Regions from separate parts of the Sus scrofa genome. Here region 1 is linked to region 2. Evidence: chromatin contacts called from public HiChIP or PLAC-seq data. All regions are on one chromosome and are shown on one strand. Each heading gives the region's core, a stretch centred on a gene start, on an enhancer-like site or on the middle of the called end of the contact. The rest is flanking DNA. Distances are from core to core; before and after follow the strand shown.

What was found. HiChIP or PLAC-seq counts read pairs in DNA pulled down with a chosen protein or histone mark.
Region 1: a contact with region 2 is called in an H3K27ac HiChIP or PLAC-seq map of skeletal muscle, with 6 times the contacts expected there. The contact joins two enhancer-like sites. A contact is called at or near these places in 9 of 47 Hi-C or Micro-C datasets (embryonic fibroblasts, epiblast stem cells, liver and 1 more) and 2 of 2 datasets of contacts at active chromatin or transcription factors (alveolar macrophages and skeletal muscle).

What each region holds. Positions count from the first base shown.
Region 1 is chr14:47,015,303-47,021,233 of Sscrofa11.1, forward strand. MTMR3 (myotubularin-related protein 3) reads left to right here. Exons shown (of 20, transcript XM_001926519.6): 17 at 1-665; 18 at 1,791-1,901; 19 at 2,369-2,457; 20 at 5,130-5,931. The coding sequence ends at 5,301. The region is part of intron 1 of LOC106505968 (a long non-coding RNA gene); the gene reads right to left. Among named protein-coding and RNA genes, the nearest start is that of MTMR3, 140 kb to the left of the region's middle. Within about 2 kb of position 2,084, at least 11 of the 83 cell types and tissues checked have an H3K27ac peak or open chromatin away from gene starts, as enhancers often do. A contact at or near this core is called in liver and skeletal muscle, where this site is marked.
Region 2 is chr14:46,806,399-46,812,460 of Sscrofa11.1, forward strand. ASCC2 (activating signal cointegrator 1 complex subunit 2) reads right to left here. Exons shown (of 19, transcript XM_021072416.1): 13 at 5,122-5,336; 14 at 4,100-4,219. Among named protein-coding and RNA genes, the nearest start is that of UQCR10, 26 kb to the left of the region's middle. Within about 2 kb of position 3,128, at least 23 of the 83 cell types and tissues checked have an H3K27ac peak or open chromatin away from gene starts, as enhancers often do. A contact at or near this core is called in liver and skeletal muscle, where this site is marked.

The DNA.
Region 1 (5,931 bases), core at 834-3,333, 210 kb after region 2:
GTGGGCCCCAAGGCCATCACAGATCTTGCCTGGTAAACAGTGGCAGGTTCAGTGGCAAGTTCGTGCTTCCTCAAGCCATGGAGCCCAGGCTTTTGGAGAGGAGCCTGGCTGAAAGGCCCCAGGTGGGATCTGTGGTGCATAGGACTTCTCCTGGCAGCACCCACAGCCCAGCACATTCTCCTTGTGCCTTGCCTTTAGCTGAATGTAAAGAGGGCCTTGTATGCAATGGTGCCCCTGAGACTGAAAATAAGGCCTCAGAGCAGCCCCCAGGGCATAGTACCCTCCAGAAGTACCCCACCCCCAATGGGCACTGCGCTAATGGGGAAGCTGGTAGGAGCAAGGACTCACTGAGTCGCCAGCTGTCTGCTACAAGCTGCAGCTCTGCCCACTTACCCTCGAGGAACTTGTACCACAAGTGGCTGCACAGTTACTCGGGGAGGCCGTCTGCAGCTGGCAGCCCTGATCAGCCTTCCCGTAGCCACCTGGACGATGATGGCATGCCTGTGTACACGGACACAATCCAGCAGCGCCTGCGTCAGATTGAGTCAGGCCACCAGCAGGAAGTGGAGACCTTGAAGAAACAGGTCCAGGAGTTGAGGAGTCGCCTAGAGAGCCAGTATCTGACCAGCTCCCTGCGCTTCAATGGGGACTTTGGGGATGAAGTGGTGAGTACACCATGGTGTGCAGGGAGAGAGGGCCCACTGAACTGGGGCACCCTTTTTACAGATTTTTTAAAAGAATTAGAAAGGTCCAGAGTAGTCCTGTTGAGAGAGGCTGAAGATCAGCCTCAGCCAGGTGATGGGCAGTGAGGGGACTTCTTTTCTTTCTGCTTTGCTTACTTTTTATGAGTATCCTGTCCAGACAGCATAAGGAAGAGAGTTAGCACTCACTCTATGGTTGGTCAATTCTCTTTGGAGAAAGGATCATACATTTTAAGAAAAACTTCAACTCCTGGGCAGAAGGACATTTGTAGGGCAACATCCCAAACCTTCCTGTCAAAATATAGTGTCTCTTCTGCCCCAGTAGCTAGTGAATAATTAACCAGCCCCACCCCCAGCATGGGCAGTAACTGTGAAGGGTTTAGTTCTTTTTTAAATAGATACTTGTTCCCACCCAGTGCCATGCGATGGCAGTCAAAATGGGCAGAAGGGTTGGTACTAGCACTATTGGGAGTTAGTGCTGATGGGGCCTGGCGACTGGAAGTGGGGGGTACCTGAGGGGACATTTTTAAGGAGGCACGCCATGTACTGGTGTGTCTGACTTGATGTGTTCAAGTGTGAGTCTGGCTCTGAAGCAGTCAGCATACATTAAAGGCGGGCTCATCCAATGACTTTCAATTCCAGCTCACTTCTTGGTTTTTCCTTTATTCCAATGATGGTTTCTCATTTTCCCAAAGAGTCCTTCAGAAAAAGGACATGCCCAAAGCACTCAGTTTCAGCACACAGATGTAAGTGGCAGGGTTGAATTGACAGCCCCCTGGAGCAGCTGACACAGTTCCCACTCCACCCTGGTCACTTCTGCCTCACCCACTTCCTGGAACCCATGGCCTGTCTTTCCACTCCAGAAGCACTGCACACAGCCTTAGACCTGTGTATCTCTCTTCCAGCTGAGCTTAGCCCTGTCTCTGCACCTGCTCAACCCAGTTCTTCGTGGCTGAGGCACCTAGAGATTCAGCAGCCTTAAAACCCGGGCCTGTCCAAAGTCCCCAGTACTCCTTTCTTTGCCAAGTCCTTTCTTCTTCTGGGAGGAGACCAGGTTCATTCTGTTCAGCTGTGTTTGTTTGCCAACAGACCTCAATTCCCGACTCGGAAAGCAATCTGGATCAGAACTGTTTGTCTCGCTGCAGCACAGAGATTTTCTCTGAAGCCAGCTGGGAGCAGGTGGATAAACAGGACACGGAGGTACAGGCTCAGCCCCTGTTCTGAGTGCCACCCATATAACTGTTCTGCGGTTCTTCTCTACCCCCATTCTTGCCCCTGCCCCGGCCAAGAAATGACCTCACAGCACATTTAGTCTTGAGCCTCTCTGAATCTCAGCACCTGTGAATTCCCATCAAGCCTAGAATTTCTGAGCCAGGGAGACTCAGCAAGCCAGCCCTCTCTCCTCATTGCCTCTATGAACTAGAGCCTTGCCAGCTCTCATAGCGACCCTGGGTGCTGTTGCCTGCCACTCGATCTCAGGAGAGCTTGGAGTCCCTTCCAGGGAAACGATTTGGACGCCTTTCTTGTACTGCTGACAACAGACCTATTGGGCTGGTGCCACTTGAGCCAGTGTGGTCCTTGTGACTCTTGCTGCCCCCAGCATGGCTCTGCTGGCTCCAGCTGGATGGCCCATCTCCTGAAACTAAGCTGGCCCCTATGTTTTACAGATGACTCGATGGCTCCCTGACCACCTGGCTGCCCACTGCTATGCGTGTGATAGTGCCTTCTGGCTTGCCAGTAGGAAGCACCACTGCAGGTACCATTGGGATGTGTGGTAGGGTGGGCATGGGTGCAGGGGCTGAGATTTGGTCCACAGAGCTTGCAGGATGGAGAGGTGAAATCATCTGGCTGGCAGTGTTCTCAGGCAGACCTCAGGGTCTACAAGACCTCGACTGACTTTTTGTGCCTCTGAAATTGGTGTTTGCAGAACTGTATTTGGTGTCTTTCATTTTAGAATGATTGTGAGTAAATTTTGAAATGGGCAAATGATGTCCCTTTTTGTTTTGATTTTGCTTCCTGGATTGGTGGGGCAATAGCCATCAGCACTCAAACCACCATTTCTTACCCCTAGAATAAAATTTCTTCCTATTCAGCATGGCTGCTGTGAGCAAAAATGATTTTCCTGCTATGGGCAGGGAATCTCATTTCCTACTCCTTACCCTGTTCCCTGACACCATACTTGTTGAGGGGGGATTGCTGATAATAGTCTTCAATCTATAAGGCTCCTGATTTCTTTCTTTCTTGGTTGGGGTAGTGAGTTGCTAGGAATGCTTTGCCCCAGCTGGGGTGGTGACTGAAGGATGCTCAGTGTTCTCGGAATAGGAATTTTATCTGAATTGGGACATAGCTTATCGGCACAAGTGGACCTGGATTGAAAACAGAGCCACCTCTTGTCTAGTGAGAATGCTTCTAGGACTCTCATCTCCCACCCTCACCCTAGGCCCAAATGTCTTCAGTTGGCTTCTCCTCTGAGCTTTTTCTCCCCTCCTTGCAGGGACACTGACCGTGTTGATCAAACGTGGTGAGCATTTGCAACAACCTTTGTGTGATGTCTGCACATCTACAATAACTTCTCCACACTAACGCCGCCATTTTCCCTTCTCTGCACTCATTGGGATGAAGCTTGGGGCTGGGAGTGTAGGCAGGCAGGTGGGCCCAGGGGTGAGGGGGTGCGGGAGGACCCCAGCACCTGGCCGAGGAGACCATTAGAGCCGAGGCAGGTTGCAGCCACGGGTGCCCTGCTGACTTCTGCACAGGCCCGCTAAAGTCATCTTGCTTATGACAAACAGCATTGCTTCAGCAGGGGCTGGTCTTGTGGAATAGCCAGTTGAGGGGTTTTAGAGCATTTCTTCTGGGTCAATCATTCATTGAGATGCCAGAATGATGCTGGTGACTTTCAAGTCAAATGGCATCACTGCTTTTTTTTTTTTTTTTTTTTTAAATAAGAGCCTAGAACTGAATGGAGGTGGTCTTGCCAGAGAACTGTTAGCATGGAAGATTGTGTAAGCATGAAAACTTCACTTAGGGTCTATCAGAATACCCTGAAAGAAGTCACAGATAGGGAAAGCTTGACTGATCAAATTCATGGCAGCCTTTTGAGCTGAATTGCAGCAGGTATGCTAAATAAATGTACACATTCAGAAATAGATTTAGATCATTTTTCTCTGTAACCACAGGTTCTTGCTGATTCATGGCTTTTCAGAAACAGTTGTGAAGTACTCACTGGGTTCTAGAAGATGAAGTCTTGTGTGTTTTACATATTTCAGTTCTCTGTCCTTTAATTGCCCCTTGTCTAGCCTTTTCCTTTTGTGGTTTTCTTTTGTCCCTAAAGGGTATTTAGTATTCTCTCTTCTGTACTTAAATGGTCCTTAATCCAGCACTGGGTTTCCTTTCTGAGGAGCATAAATGAAAAGGTAGTGAGTGCTGCTGGCTAAGAAGGATGATTTCCCTTTCGATGCCTGCCCTAAGTGTCTGGCAGGCTGCATCGGGCTCCTCAGTGTCTCCTATTCTTGGGTTCATTGGTATTGATTTTAAAACCCCCACTCACACTCAAGTGGAGTTGTAGGGGAGCAGAAACTCATCCTCTGCCAGTTCCCTTTCCTGTTAGCTGTGAAGGACATCTGTTTGGGGGTATAAACCTGTGCTGCTCAGATGCAGCAGAGCTGAGCTTTCAAATGGAGGAGAGGAGAGAGGCCAGGGGCCTGGGTATAGTCAGGCCTTCAGTTAGAATTGATACTCCTTGGAGATGCATGGGGGCAGGGGAGTGAGCCGTGACTGACTGACACCTAATAGGGGGTGTGTATGCACGTGTGTTCATCTGTGCTCTTGTCCTTTCACCCTAAGCATGTGTCACTGGTTGCTTGTCTCTTGGCTTTGCATGCTGGCAGCAAAGCAGTCCTAGATGGCAGCAGTCTATTTATGTTGCTGCCTCTGAGCCTTTGGGTGCAAGGCTCTCCTGAATCCCCAGCTGGACGGGGAGTTTCTTTCATCTTAGTGGCTCAGAGGCAGTTCTGTTGGACTCTGGCCTCTGTGTGATGGATTGCAAGCTACACAAGGCCATTGCCCAGGTGGGTGTGGCCATTGGGTTTTCCTGGGCCGAGACTTTCCCATTGAGGTAGCAGCCGCCTTCTGCCTTGGGCCCATTTGTTCTCACAGATTTCTCTTGAGCAGCGTCTTCACACTTGGTAACCTTGAGCTGTAGTGGTGAGGCAGTCAGGTGTCCTTGGCCCTAATGTGAAAGTGATGGGTGACTATGCTAAGTCAGGATCTCTCCCTGCCTGGTTTCTTCCTCAGTAGACAGACAAAAGAGTGACTTTAGAGGAGTCTCCAGCACATCTGAATTATGAACGATAAAGCTCTTGTCTTTTGAAGTTGTTTCCCCACCTCACATCTCTACTGAAACTAACACTGTTTTTGTTTCTTCTCAAGGAATTGTGGGAATGTATTCTGCTCCAGTTGTTGTAACCAGAAGGTTCCAGTTCCCAGCCAACAGCTCTTTGAACCTAGTCGCGTGTGCAAGTCTTGCTATAGCAGCCTGCATCCCACAAGCTCCAGCATTGACCTTGAACTGGATAAGCCCATTGCTGCCACTTCAAACTGAAGCTTAGTGACCTGGGGTGGGCAGAGGCCAAGCTACTCTTCCTCTGACAGGCCCACAAAGCCTGGGCAGACCAAGAAGCCCGTGCACTTTGGAATGGGGACATGGAACCAACTGTGCAGAGTGATGGAAATTTGGGATGTACCACTGGATTGTAGATTGATTCCCCACCTGCCACCCCCTATTTTTTTTCTCTTCATTTTTTGTCCTCCCTCTGCTTCTCCTGGTTGTCTTAAAAAAAAAAAAAACTTTTTTTTTTTTATGAAAAACCAGAGGTTGCCAGGTTCCCTATAATTGTTGAGCTGCCTGCTGCCAGGTGGTGCTGAGGGTTGGCTTGGTTTCTCAGGATGGGAGGAGGCTGGTTGAGTTAGAGTGGAGGCCTGAGATAATGAGCAGGGAATACAGTCAATGCTGACATTTGTGACTGTTCCTCACACTGCTGCCACATCAGACTGGTTGGCAAAACCTTTGCTTCTGAGGACACTGAAGGCATCTGCCTGATGAACAGTGCTCTGGGTGTCTGCTCCCTCATGAGAATCCTACCCCACAGCAGATAAATGGGATTGGCATTTGGGGGGAGAGGCACACAGTTAGTGAGACTCTTTAGGCCTTTGGGGAAGGAGAGGGTATGCT
Region 2 (6,062 bases), core at 1,878-4,377:
AATGAAGGCAAGCATGCCCTGGAAACACAGAGAAAGGAGAATGAACTCAGGTGCATGGGACCTGGCTGGGCATCTGGAGAAGGGGGAATGGAGAATCTAAGGTGTGATGTTTGGTCTGGACCAGGGAGAATTCTCAGTCCATAGGAACCTCTCACGGCACACCAGGAGAGGGGGCCTGTAACTGTGGCCTCTGCCCTTATGTGGCTTTTTGTTTTGTTTTGTTTTTTTGCCATTTCTTGGGCCACTCTCACAGCACATGGAGGTTCCCAGGCTAGGGGTCGAATCGGAGCTGTAGCCACCGGCCTACGCCAGAGCCACAGCAACGTGGGATCCGAGCCGCGTCTGCAACCTACACCACAGCTCACGGCAACACCAGATCCTTAACCCACTGAGCAAGGGCAGGGATCGAACCCACAACCTCATGGTTCCTAGTCGGATTTGTTAACCACTGTACCACGACGGGAACTCCTTACGTGGCTTTCTTTGACAAGTTGAGAACTGGAGAAGAAAGAGGCAGAGAGGAAAGGAAAGATGCCAAGCTTGTCCAGGTGGTTGGCACCAATGGTAGAAGCACATCCATTTAATCAACACATGTATCCCAAGGGCCTACTGGGTACCAGGCTCCAAGCTGGGCCAGGGGACCAAGGATGAATGAGAGCTGTCACTCATCCACGTCCCATGGCCAGGTCACATCACCCCTGGTCTACTCAGTCCTGAGAGGGTGGTAGAGAGGCTCAGTCACACTGTGTGGCCTCTGGGTATATGCTCCTGGGCAGGACCACATAGAAGCCTGGCAAACCTCATCCGTCCTAGCTGGGTCCTGGGAGGGATACAGGTAAGGACAGAGGAGCATGGTGCCCTGGGTACTCTATCCAGGAAGGTATGGCTTTGGCCCATGATCTCTTTTGAAGCCAGGAAGGTAAAGGAAATCAGGGGTAAAACTAGTCAGGAAAAGAGATGGAACCCCAGTCAAGCAGCTATCAAACACTATCTCCAGGGCAGGTGGCTTCCTCGGCCTCCTACAAGATAGTAGCAAGCCTGGGGTACATGTGCGCTCTCCTAAGGCTCAGCCACCATTCCCCTCCTCATTTCCTCCAGCTTGTTCTTCAAGGCCCAACTCAAAGTGACCCTTAGTGAGGTGACAACCACCTTTGAATTTCTAAAGGGCCTACAGAGGAGGCAAACCCTTCCTTTTCCAGGTGAGGAAGCAGGGGACCCAGAGAGGTACAGTAACCTTCCCAAGGTCACACAGTTTCTAGCAGCTGAGCCATGGCCAGAACAGGTCTCCTGACTCAAGTCTGCTCAGCTTCTTCCTGAGCTGTGTGATCATAGGCAAGCCCCTTATCCTCGCCAAGATTTAGTTCTGTCACCCAGGCATGATGTCAGGATAAAATGAGACAATGAATAGAAGTGGACCTGGCACCTGCTGAGCAAAGGGAATCTGATTGCATTTCCTGCAGGACTTGTCAGAGCCTTTAATGTGCTAATGGGCTCTGGGACTCTCCAAGAGGCACACAGGGTGCACAGGCATTTTTGTAAATAGAACTGTTTTGGGAGAGAACTGTTATCTTCCAGGGTACCACTATTCAGTCCAAGGGAGTTCGGAGACCCCACCTTACACTCACAGTCTCCTTGGCTTTGCTATGAAAGAGCTGTAGCACATGAGCTTGACATCTATCCAACAACCACCCTTCACCTCACCCCCACTCCTAACAGACCCTCATTTCACTCAGGTCTTGCCCCTTCCCCCTTCTGGAGCCCTGGCCCTCGGCCCCGTGACCCAGCTCCCCAGTGAGATATGAGGGAAACCTGGAGACTTCCGGGAAAGGTTTCCTGGTCTCCAAAGCAGAGGCAGAAAGAGGTCATTTCTGGAGGTCACAGCTGAAACAGCTGCAGCCACCCAGGGGCCTTGAGGGAGCAAGATGCCTCCTTGACGGGATGGCTGCACCACAGAGCAACCAAGCCTAGACTGACCTACTTGTGACTGCCTATCATGCAAGGGGACAGATGTCCTTATTACTTTAGCCACTGAGTGCACCCATCTGGTATAATCGACTTAACGGACACACACTTTTTTTGTTTTTTTGGTTTTTTTGGTCTTTTATGGGCCATACCTGCAGGATATGGAAGTTCCCAGGCTAGGGGTTGAAGCGGAGCTTCAGCCGCTAGGCCATACCACAGCCACAGCAAATGCCAGAGCCAAGCTACAGCTGCAATCTATGCTTAAGCTTATGGCAATACCAGATCCTTAATCCACTGAGTGAGGCCAGGGATTGAACCCACATCCTCTTTGGATACTAGTCAGGTTCTTAACCTGCTGAGCCACAATAGGAACTCTGACACACACATTTTAACTCAAGGGTGATCTGCCTTATGCTACTTAACTTCTCATGTGCTCCATGAAGCCACGGCCAAAGGCCCTAGGCCCCTCTGCCCCGCCCACATCAGGAGAGGTGCCCCTGCTCAGGCTCCTCCCTGCCCCATCCCAGCACCTCTCTACTCCGTCCCTGCTTGTCTAATGGCCTACGTCTTTCCCACGGTCTCTGTGCTGTTTATGGGCGAGGCCTGGGTGCCTTGTTCACCTTGTCTCCCTGGTGTCTCTGGCACAGGATCTGGAGACAGTAAATTACTTAATAGATATCTGCTGAGTGAATAAATAAATAATGAACACATGAATGGAGGCCTTGCCTCTTTGTAACCCTTAAAGCTTGGGCTACCAAGCACAGTGAGTTCAGTAAACATTTGCTACCCAGGGTCTCTGCCAGGCACCTGGAGCACCTTTTGAGCAGGGGTACAGCCCTCCTTGCCTGCCCCTCTCCCCATAGCAGGGTCATTCTGGTCTGGAACAGCGGCCACTGACATAGGATAACATTGCTAGCCTGGGATCTGGAGATGTCGCAATGTGTGTGACTAAGCAGTTTGCAAATGTTTTCTTTATGGTTGCCCTGTGCCGGGTCCCCAAGCCCTCAGCCAGCCACGCTTCCATCACTGGATGGCCCTGGGGAGGGGGTACAGCTTGCACCTCTGGCCTGGGGCTCCTATGCCGAGAACTGGGCAGGTCCCCTTCTGGTTCCATCATGGGGGAAAGTGCAGGCTGTACTTGCCCAAGAATCAACTCTGCCCAGAAAAACTCTGGCGGCCCAGCAGGGGGCTGTCAGTGTCTTATTCCCCATCCTGTCACAGTCTCCATGTGGCTGCTGACTCTCAAGCTCTCTGATGGGTCTCAGTTTCAAAGCTAGGTGATCTTTCCAAAACAGAAAGTGTCAGCTCAGGGGGACCCTCACCATGCTCCCTGCGGCCTTGTGGCCACTGCCTCTGCTGTTCCCTCTGCTGGGAAAGTCCCCTCTCCCTCTGTAGAACTGACTCTTCCTTGTCCTTCCACCAGCAATGCCAGGGCACTTTCTCTGAGGAGACTTTCTGCCTGGACTAAAGCTCCAACCAGAGGCTCAGAAGTCTGAGCACCTCCAACTCATAGAATCTGTTTCAGCTGCAATTTTATGTTGCTTGTTTGCCAAGTTGATTAGTGCAAACTCCACGTGGGCAAGGCCCGTGTCCGTTTCATTCCTCAACAGATCCCCAGCACCTAATAAATCCAGGGCCTGGAAGCACAGGCAAATATTTGTTGAATAAATGAATAAATCATGGATGGACTTTCCAGAGCCAAAAAAGTAAGAAGGACATAGACTAAAAATAAGCAAAAAGGCCTGCAAATGGAATATGGTTACTTATGAAAAGCTCACCAGGTACAGGCCCTTCATTTGCTCATTTTGTCACAGAATGGAGAAATTCAGGTCAAGGAGCAGCTGCTGGGAAGCACGGCTCTCCCATCCAGAGATTCAGGGGTGGACACCCCAAATGTCTAAGGAGGGAAGAGGGGCTTGTTTTGGACCCTCTGGCTTTTCACTGTCAATGAGGAGGACTCACTGATAACCCCTGAGTGCAGTTAGAGCCCAAAGCAGGATCACTAGAGAGCCTGAGCCCGGCTGCCGGGGGAGCCCTGAGCTGAAGCTCCGTAAGATGGGGGCCTTTAGTTTCTCTCACTTTCTCTCTGCATTTGCAGAGTTGGGGTCCTGGGACCCCCATGGCCCACTGAACTCACCTCCTGCCTTTGTGTACCCGGCTCAGGTCCACTGAGTCCCGGCTGAACACGTCAAACTCATCATTCTGGAAGACGTTGTGACGAGATGTCAGCAGAGGTGTCGGGTCTGGCTTCACCTGTCTGGGGGGTGGCAGAGAAACCCATTTCAGGGGCCTTGCCAGTGGACATCGACCTGCACCCCACTTTCCCCTACCATGTTACACTGTCAGAGCCTCCAAACCCCTTCAACACTTGGGACGCAGCCTAAAAACCTGCCCAATCTGGCCCTGCCTGGGTATGTGGCCACCCCTCACACAAAGCGTCCCTCAGTCCCCAGTGCCATTGATGCAGGTTTTTTGTTTAAAATCTCCCTCCCTCATCTGATGTTCACAACAGCCCTATGAGATAGAGGTCGCTTGAGCTCTTTGTGCCTCAATGCCCTCACCTGTAAAATGGGCAAAGGGAGGCCAAGGAGCTTGTCCAAGGGCAGAGCTAACTTCATTCATTCATTCAATAAACATTTATGAATGGAAGAAACACCCACTTCATGTACTCATTCCTGCTCCCCACCCCTCAACCTTGGGAGCCTTCAGGGAAGCAGTGTGCCCAACTCAGGAAGAGTGGGTGTGAAGGAAGAGGGAAGCCTTGGCTGTCCTCCCCATGGAATCTACTGGGAAGGTGGCAATGACAGGGCAGGCCAGCAATATCAGAGCTCCAAAGGCCTGTGACCCCTCGGTCACATCCTGTGTCTCTGAGCTGTTTTCCCACCTGTTGGTGCAGGCAGGTCCCAGTGCACACTCTGCCCTGAAGGGGGTGTATGAGGGCTTCCTGGGGGCCTGAGGCATCTATGTTTCCCCACAGAGGACATGAGCTTATAGGGTGGGGAACTTCTGCTGGGTGGAGAGAAAATAAGCTGAGTCTTGGGACACCAGGGACAGAGCAGTAGGCATGCAGAGGAACTGAGAAGGGCCCCTGATGAGGGCCCCCCAGAGTGCTGTGGCCAGGGACCTGAGGCAGGCCGGCAGCCAGGAGCCTCCTCCCACCTGTCTAGGCTGCGATCCAGCTGGCTGAGGGCAGGGGCCAGGCGGCTCTCCAGGACGTTGTTGATCACCTGCTCTGGGTCGTAGCTGTAGTGCTCTAGGCAGGCCAGGATGAAGCCCTCCCCGAGCTCTGGCAGCAGGTCCTTCACTTGGGAGATGAGTGAGTCCAGCTCCACGCCACACACGGCAGGGGCTGGGGCCGCAGCTGCTCCCAGGCACTGCAGGAAGAACCAGAGTAAAGGAGCGGAAGCCTAGGCCAGGCTGGGAACGGGCCCCACACAGCACTGGTCTCAGAGTCAGGGCGCCCGGTTTGAATCCCAGCCCTGTTCCTCCTGGCTGAGGGACCTTGGCCAAGTCACTTAAGTCTCCATTTCCCTCCCTGGAAATAAGAGGGCTCTATGACTTACCAGCTGAACTTCTTTGGGCTGTGTGACTTTGGGCAGGGAGCTTTCCCTCTCTGAACCTGTTTCCTCCTTATAAAATGGGCCTACTACCATCCACCTCATGGGATTGTTTCAAATGGTTCAAAGAGGAATTTCCTGGTGGCTCAGTGGGCTAAGGATCTGGCATCGTTACTGCAAGGCACAGGTTTGATCCCTGGCCCCTGAATGTGGAACTTCCACATGATGCAGGTATGGCCAAAACAACAACAAATGCTTCAAAGAGATAATGCACACAGCGTGGAGCACAGTGCCTGGAGTGGACTAGGTGCTCCACAAATGGCTGTGGCCTCTATGAACCAGGTCCTTTTCCCGTTCTAACAGGTTAATGAGTGACATTGGTGGGGAACAGCAACCATCAGGTCTAGACTGTATGGACATGGTCCCCTCTGATTATTCTCTTTTCAATAAGGAGGATTCAGTTTACAGACTGCTCGAAGTGGCTTCATTTTTTAGGCTCGTCATTTAAGAGAATTCACAAATCAAAAAAGTAACAATAAAACT